3 separate regions of the Mus musculus genome follow, and regions 2 and 3 are each linked to region 1. The links are chromatin contacts, called in public HiChIP or PLAC-seq and promoter capture Hi-C maps. All regions are on one chromosome and are shown on one strand. Each heading gives the region's core, a stretch centred on a gene start, on an enhancer-like site or on the middle of the called end of the contact. The rest is flanking DNA. Distances are from core to core; before and after follow the strand shown. Region 1 holds the start of Serinc2 (serine incorporator 2). Region 2 holds the start of Khdrbs1 (KH domain containing, RNA binding, signal transduction associated 1). Region 3 holds the start of Sdc3 (syndecan 3).

Region 1 (4,404 bases), core at 972-3,471:
CGGGTAGCACTTCAGGCTTTGAGGACAGACGTGTGGATGGTGACCGTGCGGGGCCATTGGGTCAGGATGTTGTCACAGTGGAATGAGGAAGCAGCTCACATATCCATGCAAGCATCCTGCCTTGCTGCGTCTCCTCCTTGTGCATTGAGGGTACAGCCAGAGGTGAATTGGTGTGTGTGTGTGTGTGTGTGTGTGTGTGTGTGTGTGTGAGAGAGAGAGAGAGAGAGAGAGAGAGAGAGAGAGAGAGAGAGAGAAGAGATTGTTTTCAATCTCTTCTACTTTCCAAGAGAGGTATGAATGGCTAAGGACAGGCTTTGGGGATCTGAAGTCAGGGCCACCCTTAATGGCCTCCTAGCAGCAATAGCAGCGATTTCTGTGACCACAACCAGCCTTTGGTCAGTGCTAAGTTTACCAATAACACAAACCTCCGTTTTCCTCATGTGTGAATTGGGTCAGGGAATGAGTCTTTTTTGGGACAAACACGGACTCAAACGGTGCCATGAAAGAGTGTGGGGCTCTTGCTTGCGCTCCACTAAGTTGAATTATATGTGAGGTCTGCTGTTGTAGATGTGCCAGGGAAGTGGGCCGAGGTTCATTTCCAGTCAGGCTGGGTCCTGGGCTGGAGGATCTGGTTCTCTTCATCTAGAAGATGTGGGATGTGGGCAAAGCTTTGAAGGCACCACAGGTGGACAAGGAGAAGGACTTTCAGGAGGAAGGCACCAGGTGGGCTGACGTGTGGAGGAGGGAAAGTGCAGGGTATTTGCGGAACAGCCCTGGCACAATTACCAGCTCAGCCAGGTGCTGTATGAATCACTCGGGGAAGCAGTTAGGCCGGATCTTTGGCCCCTGCGGCCAGCCAAACCTATGGACTTCCTTCCCTAACATTATCTGGTCTAGAGTTGGTGGGGGAGAAGGCTGGGGTGAGCTACCATAATTACAGAACTCTGCTGCTGCGCCTCACACCCGATCCTGGGGATGACCTGCCAGGATGCCCTCTCACCCAGTGACCTCCTTAGCTAGGAGGTCATGGCTGTACACAGATAGGGAGTGAGGAGTGCTGAACAGAGTGTGTGTGTGTGTGTCTCTGTATGTGTCTCTCTCTGTGTGTATGTGTCTCTTTCTGTGTGTATGTCTATCTGCCTCTGTCTCTGTCTCTCTGTGTGCAGTGCTGAGCAGTGAGTGTGTGTGCCTGTGTGTATCTCTGTCTGTCTGTCTGTCTCTCTTATGTGTATATGTGTGTGTGTGGAGTGCTGAGCAGTGTGTGTGTGTGTGTGTGTGTGTGTGTGTATTTGTCTCTCTCTCTCTGTATATCTATCTGTGTTTCTCTCTCTCTCTCTCTCTCTCTCTCTCTCTCTCTCTCTCTCTCTCGTGTGTGTGTGTGTGTGTGTGTGTGTGTGTGTGTGTGTGTGATCCAAGACAGGTCCAGAGTTTGAAGACAAGGTGGATGGAGAGGAGAGGGTCTAAACAAGTACGAATCTGGGGCCTTAACAGGGATGGGAATGACACAGGCTTTTATTCATGGAGCAGTTGCTGTGTGTTCTAACAGCCCCATGAGGTTAGCACCTTTAGTTTCAATAGGGGAAACTGAGACTCAGAGAAGCAAAGTAGCCTCCCTTATCCTCCCTCTGTCTGTCCTTCTCTTCTTTCTTTCCGTAGGCAGGATCCCATGTAACCCAGGCTGACCTAGATCTGGCTATGCAGCCAAAGATAATTTTGAATTTGTGATTCCTGCCTCCTGAGTGCTGGGTTACAGGCGAGAGCCACCATGCCCAGTTTTATGTGGATCAAACCTAGGACTTCATGAATTCTCTGGAAACACTCTACCGACTCAGCTACATTACCATCCCCCCACCCCCTTGCCTAGTAATTTACCATTGAGCACCCATAGATTGGGCCGAGGTTTTCCGCCAAGATCCAAGGGCATCAGGGAAGACCACCTCTTACTTCCTCTAACAATGACAGTATTTGGGGTCGGTCACACAATGGCTCCTATGAAGTTCAAATCCAGATGTATTTCCAAATCCTCGCTTTGGTTCAGCAGACAATCCTAGCTCAGAGTTGAGTTGGGCTGTGCCCCTGTCGTTGCTGGACTTTCCCCATCTCAACCTCTTTAGGAAATGTCTGGCGCCAGTACCTGTCCCAGGTGAGTCCTAGGAGGCCCCGAGCGTCGCCGGAAAGTGACGAGCGGCTTCGGCAGGTGGGGCGGGGCTGGGGCGGGGATGGGTTTGGGGTGGGGCCAGCCAAGCGCCTGGAGTCCCACCGGATCCGGGATCCGAGGCCGGTGCCCCGAGCCCCGCGCCCCTCACCGCCATGGGGGCCTGTCTCGGGGCCTGCTCCCTGCTCAGCTGCGTGAGTGCCCACCTCGTCCCTGCCGCGGCCCCGCTCACTTTTTCTCTACCTTCTTCCTCCAAGTACTTTCTTCTTTTTGCTTCCTCCAAACTTGCCTTTCAGAGGCCCCACCGATGCCCTTCTTATCCTCATCCCCCAGCTGCTCCGCTTCGGCCGCGGTGCGCTGGACAGCTGGTGTCGCGGCTCGGGTGACCGCGGGGGAGGGGTGGGGCGCGGCCGGGCGCCTTTGGCGCCGTCACTCCGAGAACCGGGATACTGAGGCCGGCAGCGGGTGCGGGGAGCCCCGCGGCCATTGCGCGCTCCCCAGCTCAGAGCACCCCCAGGTTGCGTGGCGCGTCTCTCTCCAGGGCGCGGGACTCTTTGTGTAACTGGTAGGGTCCCGGCCCCGCTGAGCTTACTGTCTTTCTGGCAGAGCGTCTGTCATTCTGTCTGCCCCTGTCGCCTGGCTTAGTCTGTTCTTTTGTGTTTGTCCCGTTCACTTCTCTAGGATTCGGGCACTGTCTGTCTGTCTGAACGTCGTCGTAACCAGCTCCGTCTGCATCCTCTTTCGGCGCGCAGTCTGGCCCGCTCACTCTAGGGCACCCCCCCTGCAAGCGCTGGACCCTTTCCCTCCAGCTCGAGCTGGAAAGGAGATGGGGGTTGGGTAAGAAGGGTGGGCAGGAGCCCCCCCCCCCCCATCCCGCTCTTGAGCGAGGTTGGTGTCGGTTGTCACTGACTACCTGTGCCAAACTTTGGATTTGGAAAGATCCAGAAATTGAGGGAGGTTGCGTGTGTCCACCTGGTCGCCACTGTTGGGGACCAGGCGGGAGGCCAGCTCTGTTTTGGGGCAGCAACCAGCACAGGGGAGGGGACCCGGCCGGCCATAACCGGCCGGGAGGCCCCCACTTCCCCAGCCCCCTTTCTTTTCCTTCTTCCCCTCATTAAATCTGAGGCTCTTTCAGACAGCTCCCTCCCCTTCTGGCCCCACACAAAGAGGGGCGGAGAGGGCTCCCGCGGCTGGCTGCTGTAGGAAGGTTCGTTCAGGACTTGCATCCTTTGTCCCTGATTTGTGTGCGTGTTAGGAGCGGGTGCCCAGGAGAGAGCTGCGCATCTAGAGGTTTTCTTTGTAGCCATTTTCTGAGAGTGAGCTCAGTCTGGGGAGGCAGTGGCGTGGGTCCCTGGACACAGCTCTTGTCCTCTCTTGGGCCTCTCTTTCCACTGAAGTGGGGGGGGGGGGGAGAGGGAGAGACGGGTAGAGGGAGAGAGGGAGAGAGAGAGAAGCTTGAACAGGAGATCAGAGTAAGGCTATTCCTTGCTGATGCTCATACCCCTTCCTGGGACGGGTTTGCTTCCTGGTTAGGGAGGGAGACGTTCCCACTCACAGACCATGATTCCCATCTGGTCTTGCCTGGTTACCCGTGTCCTACTGGGAGAGGGGTTGTGAGGGCAGTTCAGCCAATCCTTCTATCCTGATCTCTCCATGCCTGAACTGAAGGCCACCGCAGTACCTCCTTTGGTATACTCTTGGTGATATGGGCAGATGAAAGGTGGAAACTGCCGCCCAGCTCCTGTGTACAGTGAGTGGGCATTGTGGGAGCTGTTGTCACCCAGGAGGAGACGTAGGTGGAGAATTCCATCCGGAGAACAGAGCCAAGATCAGCTCTGAGTCACCCAGTCTGCAGTCTACGGAGCTGAGGCCAGCCAGGACTGCTCAGACCCTCGGCTTCCTGGTCGGGTTTAACATCTGAAGTCAGGGAACTGAGAGATGGCTCAGCAGTTAAGAGCACTGGCTGTTGACTCAGAGACCCCAGGGTGGCTTCCCAGCACCCACATGGCAACTCACAATCATTTGTAACTCCAGTTCCAAGAGACATGATGACCTTTCTGATCCCCTCGGGCACTGCGTGCTCGTACTCATACACATAAAAAAATCTAAAATATAATTTTTAAGAGTCTGAAGCCAGGTGTAGTGATGCATGTCTGCCACCCCAGTATTCAGAATGTAGAGGCAGGGGCTGGAGAGATGGCTCCGAAGTTAAGAGCACTGACTGGCTGCCCTTCCAGAGGTCCTGAGTT
Region 2 (4,404 bases), core at 735-3,234, 530 kb after region 1:
GATTTGAACTCTGGATCTTCGGAAGAGCAGTCGGGTGCTCTTACCCACTGAGCCATCTCACCAGCCCAGCCTCAGACTTTTAATGGGATTTAATTTGGGTTCCATCTGCATACAGTACCCTAGGATGAAGAGATCTTAGAGACTGTGCCCTGGTCCTTACAGCAGTACTATCTGTCTCATGGTGATTTATGTCTTGTTATTCCAGTATTCTGAAGATTAAGACTGAGTTGTTTTGAGTTCAAAGCCACTCTGGGTTAGAGAGTGAGTCACTGACTCTGCAGTGAAAACACGTGTTAAGGAAAAATGAAAGTATTTGTCTTTTTGAAAGAGTGCAGGGGGATCCCTTGTGAAGGACCAGCATTCAGAGCAGGAGTACTAGGAGCTCTGAGAACTAGGCAGCCAACATGGGCTAAGGACTGGCCCTGGAGTCACCGTTTTACAGAATAAACAGAAGGTGGCAACAAAACAATTCAGTCTAACAGGTGCTAGGACTGCAGTTTGTCAGAGACCTAATATAAGATGCTTCTTAGTTTGTTTTTGGGGGACAGGGTGGCCTGTCCTAGGTGGCCTGTAGCTGTGCTGTGTATGTAGGCCAGACTTGTCTCAAACATGAGGTAATTCTGTGGCTTTTCCTCCTCAGCGCTAGGATGCATAACCACCTCATCCCCTTAGTATGGCTGGACATGAAGGCCTCTATGTGCAAGTAGAGGTCAGAAAACTTGGGAGAGCTGGTTCTCTCCTATTTTGGGCCTGGGGCTAGAACTCAGGTTGATAATAGTCCCCTCCACCCCCAACGAAATAAGCTAATTCAAGAATAATTTTTTTTAAAAAGGCATATCTATTTGGAAATGGGTTCCCGGGTGAGTCCACCAGCCTCAGAGGTCGGGGGCAGAGTATGGCTGGTACTTTTTTGATAGATTGTAGGCGAAGAAAATGACAAGTCTACCACAAGCTGGGCTTGTGCCCAGGTATGGTCATCTAGGGTGGGGCTTGGGTGGCTGGTGACTAAAGATGAGGATTAGTACAGTCAGGAATTCAGGACTGGATTTTTTGGCGCCTTTTTGTGTTCTGAGGCTTTCTGAGTAGGCGGGGTTGGAAGGAGAGAGAGAGAGAAAATTTGGAATTTACCGGGGATGAGTGGGTGGGGAACAAGCCAACAAGCCGGGGACTCCAAAAACAGGTGATAAGCAGCATTACCAGTTGACCCGACCCCAAATGCATCTTTTAATAATTCTCTCACTAGTTTTGAACCTGCTCTAATGGAAATCTTGCCGACTGACTTCCTGGATGCCCTACTTGGGTATGGAGGGAGCCCTTTTCTTCCGGTCTTTGCGTCTCTGACTGACCCCTTCGACTCCTTCTGAGTTTCAGTTCTGCAACACACAGCATTCCCCATTCCTGGCTTCCCTTTCGCACACTCATCACTTATCTCTGGGTCAGCCTCCTCCCTCCCACCACGCCCGCCCGCATCCCCATCTTCCCATCCCGTTCGCTCGCGCAGTCTTTCCCTCTCTTCCGGCTTCACTTGGCTCTAACCCTCGCGTCCCCCTCTCTCCAGAAGCGTTCTTTTCATTTCCCGGTTGGAGGGGCGGCCCCCGATTCCACTCCGGGGCACCGCTCCCTCGGGGACCTCCCCAGGCTCGGCCGTTGAAGGAGGCGTGGCGCACGAATAACAGGTCTCCTGCCGCACACTCCGCGGGCCCGAGCGCAGACAAAGACATTCCACGGCGCCCGCCCCCTCCGCGCACTCCGCCCGGGGGAGGGGGAGGGGAGACACGTGTACCGCTAGCGCCGGGTCACGTGGAAAAGAAAAAGAAATGAAGGAAGGCGGCGGGCGCCCGCGCAGGCGCCCTAAGCTCGGAGCCCAAGCGGGGAGGCGACGTCTTCAGTCGGCGCAGGCGCCGTGGTCCAACTGGGGACTTTGTTCTCCGCGGAGAAACTCAAGGGCGGTGCCGGTAGGCGCCTGCGCACGCGCGCCGCCTCATTTCCGGTGCTCTCTCGCTGGGTCGCTCGGGTCGGCTTCGGTCGCTGTCGCTCCTGTTCTTCCACCCCCGCCAACCGCCGCTCGGGCCTCAGCTGCCGCCGCGTCGCTTCCTCGCTCGTTCGCTCGCCACCCATCATCCCCGATGCAGCGCCGGGACGATCCTGCCTCGCGCCTCACCCGGTCCTCGGGCCGCAGCTGCTCCAAGGACCCGTCAGGTGCCCACCCCTCGGTGCGTCTGACCCCGTCTCGGCCGTCGCCGCTTCCTCACCGGCCCCGGGGAGGGGGAGGTGGGCCCAGAGGAGGCGCTCGGGCCTCGCCCGCCACCCAGCCGCCGCCGCTGCTGCCTCCCTCCACCCCTGGTCCCGACGCGACGGTGGTGGGTTCCGCGCCGACCCCGCTGCTGCCCCCGTCAGCCACAGCCGCGGTCAAGATGGAGCCGGAGAATAAGTACCTGCCTGAACTCATGGCCGAGAAGGACTCGCTCGACCCGTCCTTCACTCACGCCATGCAGCTGCTGTCCGTAGGTAAGCGGTTCTTGGCGGGTCCTCTGGGTCTCCCGGTCCTGACTGTGGGTGGCCGCCGCTTTGTTCTTGCTCCCACCCCCTCGGAGCCCGGGCATCGAGAGTTGTCATCTCGACCTGGCCTTCGAGATTCTGCACCCACAGTCCCACCCGGGCTCAGGGTGTAAGGGAAGATTTCTGAGCCACGGACGAGGCCCGAAGAGGACTCGCGATCTCAGAGCGCGGAGAGCTTGATGGATAGTACCGTGCTCCCGCCCCCTTCTCCTCCCGTAGTAGTTGCCCCGCGCGCCAAGGGCCGGCTCTTAACAGAAATGAACCTATTTCTCCCCGCTTTCCCAAAGAGGAAACATTTGGGGGGGGGAATCGCGGGTGATGGAGACCTGGGGTGTAAGGTAGAGATAGCCGGAATGCCGGTCCCGCACAGCGCATCTACGGAGCGGGGCGGGATTTAGCGGGAACTCGGGTTTAAGTTCATTAGAGGTCGGGGCGACGAGAGAATCCGTGAGCTTGAGGTTTTCTCAAGCCAAGCTTTCCATTTCGGCCTGTCGAGTAAGAATTGCTGCAGACCCGGATGGTTTCTCTGTTTTATTTTGAAATGTGTTTCTGAAGTTATGCAAAAGTGTGTGTGTGTGTGGGGGGGGGGTTGTGATAGCCCAGGAGACCGTAGAAAGAAATGATAGAGGGAGGTAAGGGGCGGCAGGCAGGTTCTTTTGCGTGAGATGAACGAGAAATTGGTCTTTTTGTTTTAGTTTTTGCTGGAGTAGAGATAGTTTAAGAATGGTAGTCTTTGTTCTCTGATTGTAGACTATGGAGCTCTCTTCTCCGGACTTGAGCGACTTAGATATTTTTCCTTATTCAAACCGCCGCCTGTTGTTAGACATGGTTTTAGTATTTTTTATGATATCGAATTTTTTTTTTTTTTTGATTTTGGTTTTTCGATACAGGGTTTCTGTATAGCCCTGGCTGTCTTGGAACTCACTTTGTAGACCAGGCTGGCCTCGAACTCAGAAATTCGCCTGCCTCTGCCTCCCGAGTGCTGGGATTAAAGGCGTGCGCCACCACTGCCCGGCTGATATCTAATTTTTATTAAGCATCTAATACCCACAGTCTGTCCTACTGGTTGAATAGTTGGACTGTTGAGGGGCTGATGGAACCTTGTCACCAGACAAAAACTGGGAAGGTTGAGCGGATTCAGAAACCCTACTCTGAACCTGGAACACTTGACCAAGACACCCCATGAGTCAGTCACACGGGGTGTTAAACCCCCCCCCCAACACCTGAAGGCCCTCCCTCCACATGCAGATGTAGCATCCCTAACTTCTCCGACCAAGCCAATAGAAAGCATCTGCTTTTAGATCCCACCCCACCCCAAAATGTATATTAGACCCTAGCCACAAGGAATAAAGGTTATTTCATCAAAGACTGCCTGAGAGCTTCAGAATTCTCCCCCCTCTCCTTTGGAGAGCAATGCTCCAGAGCCCCCAGATCTCCTCTGATAGCGTCCAGTACACAGAGCATTGCACTCTGGCCAGAACGATATCGTGGACAGTTCATTGTGAAAGAGCACTATCTAATGGAGAGACAAATCAGCCTTTAAGAGCACTGTCTGCTCTTCCACAGGGGTTCAGTTCCCAGCACCCACATCAGAAGGCTTTCAGACACCTGTAACTTCAGTACTGGGGGATCCTGTTTTTGTTTTCTTTGGTGGTTTTTTTTTTTTTTTTTTTTTTTTTTTGGTTTCTCTGTATAGCCCTGGCTGTCCTGGAACTCACTTTGTAGACCAGGCTGGCCTCGAACTCAGAAATCCGCCTGCCTCTGCCTCCCAAGTGCTGGGATTAAAGGCGTGCACCACCACGCCCGGCTGTTTTCTTTGTTTTTTTTTGTTGTTGTTGTTTTTTC
Region 3 (4,404 bases), core at 825-3,324, 520 kb before region 1:
AGGTAACAGTGCAGAGAGTCCTTCCTCTACAGTCCCAGCCCCTCCCTGGGAGGACAGCATGCTTGCAGAGAGAATACCTCTTGAGACCCATCCCTACCACAATCTCTCCCCTCGCTCAGCCAGGTCACCATCTGGGCATGCCACTCAGCATCAGTCTCAATCATGCCAGCTCCACTTTGCCCTCACACCTACCTGGTTGAAGCCCTACTATGTGCTGAGTCCTCAAAAATCTCCCTGAATCCTTTCACTACGGGTAGAATGTGTATTATTCCTTCCTAGGGACAGTAGCTCCAGTGAAGCCATTTGTCCTGAGCCCTTTGTACTCAACACCAAAATGCCTTCAAAGGTGCCTCTGTGTCCACTCTGCCTCCCCGGAGGGCACCCTTAGTCCGTCTTTGCAGAGAGGAAAGCTGGGACTCAGAGGAGTGGCCAGGCTGGCTCAAGACCTCACTGTGATTGGGTGGTGGTCTTCACTGGACTTTGAAACCAGATCTTTGATGTCAAGGGTAATTTTCTATAATGCTGCTGAAAAGCAGTTCCCACTGCCAGTGTGGGTAGTGCTGCCTTTTGCTCAGGAACCTCTCCCCTCACCCCATCAGGAAAAAAAGGAAAAAGAAGAAGAAGAAGAAGAAGAAGAAGAAGAAGAAGAAGAAGAAGAAGAAGAAGAAGAAGAAGAAGAAGAAGAAGAAGAAGAAGAAGAAGAAGAAGGAGAAGAAGAAGAAGAAGAAGAAGAAGAAGAAGAAGAAGAAGAAGAAGAAGAAGAAGAAGAAGAGAGAGAGAGAGAAGAAGAAGAAAAGAAAAGAAAAGAAAAGAAAAGAAAAGAAAAGAAAAAAAGGGCAAGGCATGAACCGACCACCAGGTACTATCTTGGGGTCCCCTCCCCAAAGCTAACAGTTGTCAGGGCAGCTCAGAGTCTTGCCTGCCTCCCTACAATCTGGCCACCTTGCTTAGGAGAGAAGGGGCGTGCCGGCCAGCCTGGGCTCTGGTGGTCATCTGAGTGGGTAGGGACAGCCATTGCTCCTGGAGTCAGCCACATGGGGGTAGGACCTAGAACTCCCCAGCTCACTCAGCCCACATTTAGACACCTGTCAACTCAGAACTCACTTGGGAGCTGGGTTCCTCAGAGCAGGGACCCGGCTCATCCACCTGCAGGACCGACCCTCTTCCTCCCGTTCTGCTAGTGAAACCAGAACCAAGTTCAATCCCTTAGCTACTTCGGTTTCTCAAAGGGACAGTCAGGGGTCACCTGGTACCCACCTCTGATGGCACACACACCCATGTCTTCTGGGGTGGGAGCTGAGCCAGGTCCACCATCGCTACACACCTGCACACACATACGTGTGCTTTCACACAGGTCCATGGGTCAAAGCACACACCCCCTCACCCACAGTCACACAGCCTTGGCCATGGTGGAACACAGCGTGCAGAATGGGTCACCCTAGTGTGGAGCGGGATGCGGATGCCATCCAGCCATATGGACAGAGCCTCTCCCGTGCCCACACCCACAGGTGCCCACGCACCCTTCTTAGAAGCAGACACACACACACAGGGTCACCCTCATTCACCCTCGCGGGTCACCTTCATCGACCCACCCCCTCCTCCTCCAATGCCCCCAAGGCCCTGCAGGCAGCTTGGGATGGAGTGGGGGTGGGGAGAAGGCGACCCCAGCGGATACCGGACGCACACGCTTCCCGGCGGGGAGGGGACCCCATGAGACCGGGACACACCCAGCGCGGCACGCGCGACGAGGGGACACGCAAAGACACGCGGGGTACACGCTGGGGACCCTCTTGGGGCCCATCACTCACCCCCGCGGCGCGGCCGGCCAGCAGCAGCAGCAGCAGCGGTGGCAGCAACAGCCCGCGGGCCCCGGGCGCATGGGTGGCGGTGTCCACGCGCTGCCCCTGTGCGGTCCCGCGGCGCGGCGGCCCGGGCTTCATGGCGGCCTTTGTTCGCGGCGCGGGCTGCGCGGGACCTGCGCTCGGCTCCTCGGCCGCCGGCTCCGCCTCGCTCGTTCGTTCGCTCGCTCGCGGCTCCGCGCCCACAGCGGCCGCGCCCGCAGGAAGCGTCGCCGCCGCCGCCGCCACCGCCGCCGCCCCCCGCGCAGGCGGGGCGAGCAGGAGGGCGGGGCCGCGGCGACACCGGCACGCGACACCGCCCCCGGCCTCAGTTTCCCCCCGCGCAGGGGGGGGGGGGCGAGGGGCGTTGACGTCTGCCCCCCTACTGTGGATCCGCGAAGCACGCCGTGTGCGAGCCGCGGGAGAACCTGCTCTTCCAGACAGCACCCCGGGTCTCTCTGCTCCCAGTAGGGTGGTGTCAGAGGACCCCGACTCGGGGTTCCCCCTGGTCCTCCTGAGCTTCTCCTTGGCCTGTTTGTCTGAGAGACACAGGCCCCTAGCCACCCTGAGTTCAGGAAGCAGGGGCTTGGGTCAGCTACAGGCACGCATGGCGAACACCAGCACGCGTCTGCTGCTCACACGCTGGTGAAGTCTCCAGTTTCCCATTCACAGGGGCTCAGTTGCACTAAGGGGTCTCCGGGGAGGCTGGTAAGGGTAGGCGTTGGTTAGTTGGCATGTGAGCTGAGCAGGACACCCTTTGATGTCCCTGCAATCGGCACTATCCATTTGATGGCCATGTGTCCTTGGAAAGAAACCCAGAGCATGAAGCTCCGCACCATATAAGGCAGAGTGTGAGATGGGTTCCCCAGAGGGAGTGAGAGGCTGGGGCATCACAGGTATGCAAGGCTTGCCTAGCTAACCTCGGTAGACATCCTGGGGGGGGGGGGGCGTCCACTCTGTGGCTTACAGATCGCTGAGAACGAGCCAAGCCTGAGTAGTAGCTGCCTGTAACCCCAGTACTCATGACTTAGGAGGCTGAGGCAGAGGGATCTCAAAGCCTGGGCTACATACTGAGTCTCTGTATTTTCAAATATAAGAGGGGAGGGAGAGCTGGTGAGAGATACAGCATACTACTTAAAGATGTAAGTGACTAGTTCCCGGTACCCACACCAGGCTAGACACAACGCCCTGTGACTCCAGCTTCAGAGGATCTAATACCTTTAGCCTCCAAGGACACCTGCATTAATGTGCAGAGGTGTGACACGCATGCCCGCGTGTGCACACATACACACGAATAATAAAAATAAATCCTTTAAAAATGATAAAAATAAATGTTGACACTTTTTTTTTAAGGAAGATGGACTTTCAGGCTGACCTTGAACTTGTGATGTAGCTGAGTATGACCTTGAACATCTATTCCTACTACCTCCATCACATCCAATTTGTGCTGTGCTAAGAACCGAACCCAGAGCTTTGTGCAGAAGGGCATGTGCTCCACCAACTGAGCTACATCCCCAGGCCCTCACAAAGAGTCTTTTAAATCAATCCCATTCGATGCGTTTTGGCATTTGAAGCTAAGATGCCTTGAAGAATACAACATGAAAAGATTGACCTGCCTAGGAATCAGGAACTGGCTTTATCACTAGCATAGCCAGGAGCTGAGGGACTCTAGCTTTGGGTTAAGCAAGTGCTTGGGTTCAAATCCTGGTTCTGACAACCATGGGCTCTGGTACTTGTTTGTACAACTTCACCTCTCTGAGCCTATTCCCCAATGTCTGATGGAAATGAAGACCATATGGGCTTCACTTATTCATTCAACAAACATATTGAATGCCTTGTGTGTACCAGGTCAGGGGACAGGCTGGGAAGCTTTTGTGAGCTCTTCCTTTTCGTGTACTGGGAGTTCAATCAATGTGGTTGGGACTGGTTCTGAGGTGCTCTCAAAGGTTTAGCTGGGCCGGGCGGTGGTGGTGCACGCCTTTAATCCCACCACTTGGGAGGCAGAGGCAGGCAGATTTCTGAGTTCAAGGCCAGTCTGGTGTACAAAGTGAATTTCAGGACAGCTAGGGATATACCGAGAAACCCGTCTTGAAAAAAAAAAAAAAAAACAAACAAACAAACAAACAAACAAAAAGGTTTAGCTGGAATCAAGAAGGAGACCCAAGGAGTGGCATGTCAACTTGGTGCAAAGAAAACCTTGGGGCAGCTGGATCTGACTGATGGGCAAAGTACTGAGCTGCCCATGCTGGGAGGCAAGCAAGGCTGACAGTGTTGCTCAAAGGAGCCTACCAGGTTGCCAGGGAGCATGGCCCAGCCTTGCCTTCCTCATTCTGCAAACCCCCTTTACTGAGATCCCGGCAGGAAGCCTTGTGGGGAATCTTGGGCTAGGAGCGCCACCTGCTGCTTGTTATAGGTATAGTCACAGACTGGGTTGAGATGCACATTTAGTCCCTGGAACATCACAGGTCACCCTGCCTATACCACCGTGTGTGTCCTTATCACATCCCCAGAACACGAATGTCTCCTTCCCTGTGCTACCCTCATCCAAACAGACTCCAGAAACTGC

The links. Promoter capture Hi-C pulls out the DNA fragments that hold promoters and counts their contacts. HiChIP or PLAC-seq counts read pairs in DNA pulled down with a chosen protein or histone mark.
Region 2: an H3K4me3 HiChIP or PLAC-seq map of embryonic stem cells shows a contact between it and region 1, with 10 read pairs. The contact joins the promoter of Khdrbs1 here to the promoter of Serinc2 in region 1. A contact is called at or near these places in 3 of 39 promoter capture datasets (hippocampal neurons and liver) and 6 of 115 datasets of contacts at active chromatin or transcription factors (embryonic hindbrain, embryonic stem cells, forebrain and 2 more).
Region 3: a contact with region 1 is called in a promoter capture Hi-C map of liver, with 4 times the contacts expected there. The contact joins the promoter of Sdc3 here to the promoter of Serinc2 in region 1. A contact is called at or near these places in 1 of 39 promoter capture datasets (liver), 1 of 115 datasets of contacts at active chromatin or transcription factors (embryonic midbrain) and 2 of 9 other capture datasets (embryonic stem cells and pancreatic islet).

Annotation. Positions count from the first base shown.
Region 1 is chr4:130,273,403-130,277,806 of GRCm38.p6, reverse strand. It overlaps Serinc2 (serine incorporator 2), which reads left to right and starts at 2,221. Exons shown (of 10, transcript NM_172702.3): 1 at 2,221-2,349. The coding sequence starts at 2,311. Gm34957 (a long non-coding RNA gene) reads right to left here. Exons shown (of 2, transcript XR_376686.3): 1 at 1,873-4,404.
Region 2 is chr4:129,739,883-129,744,286 of GRCm38.p6, reverse strand. It overlaps Khdrbs1 (KH domain containing, RNA binding, signal transduction associated 1), which reads left to right and starts at 1,984. Exons shown (of 9, transcript NM_011317.4): 1 at 1,984-2,508. The coding sequence starts at 2,127.
Region 3 is chr4:130,790,207-130,794,610 of GRCm38.p6, reverse strand. Sdc3 (syndecan 3) reads right to left here and starts at 2,074. Exons shown (of 5, transcript NM_011520.3): 1 at 1,809-2,074. The coding sequence starts at 1,940.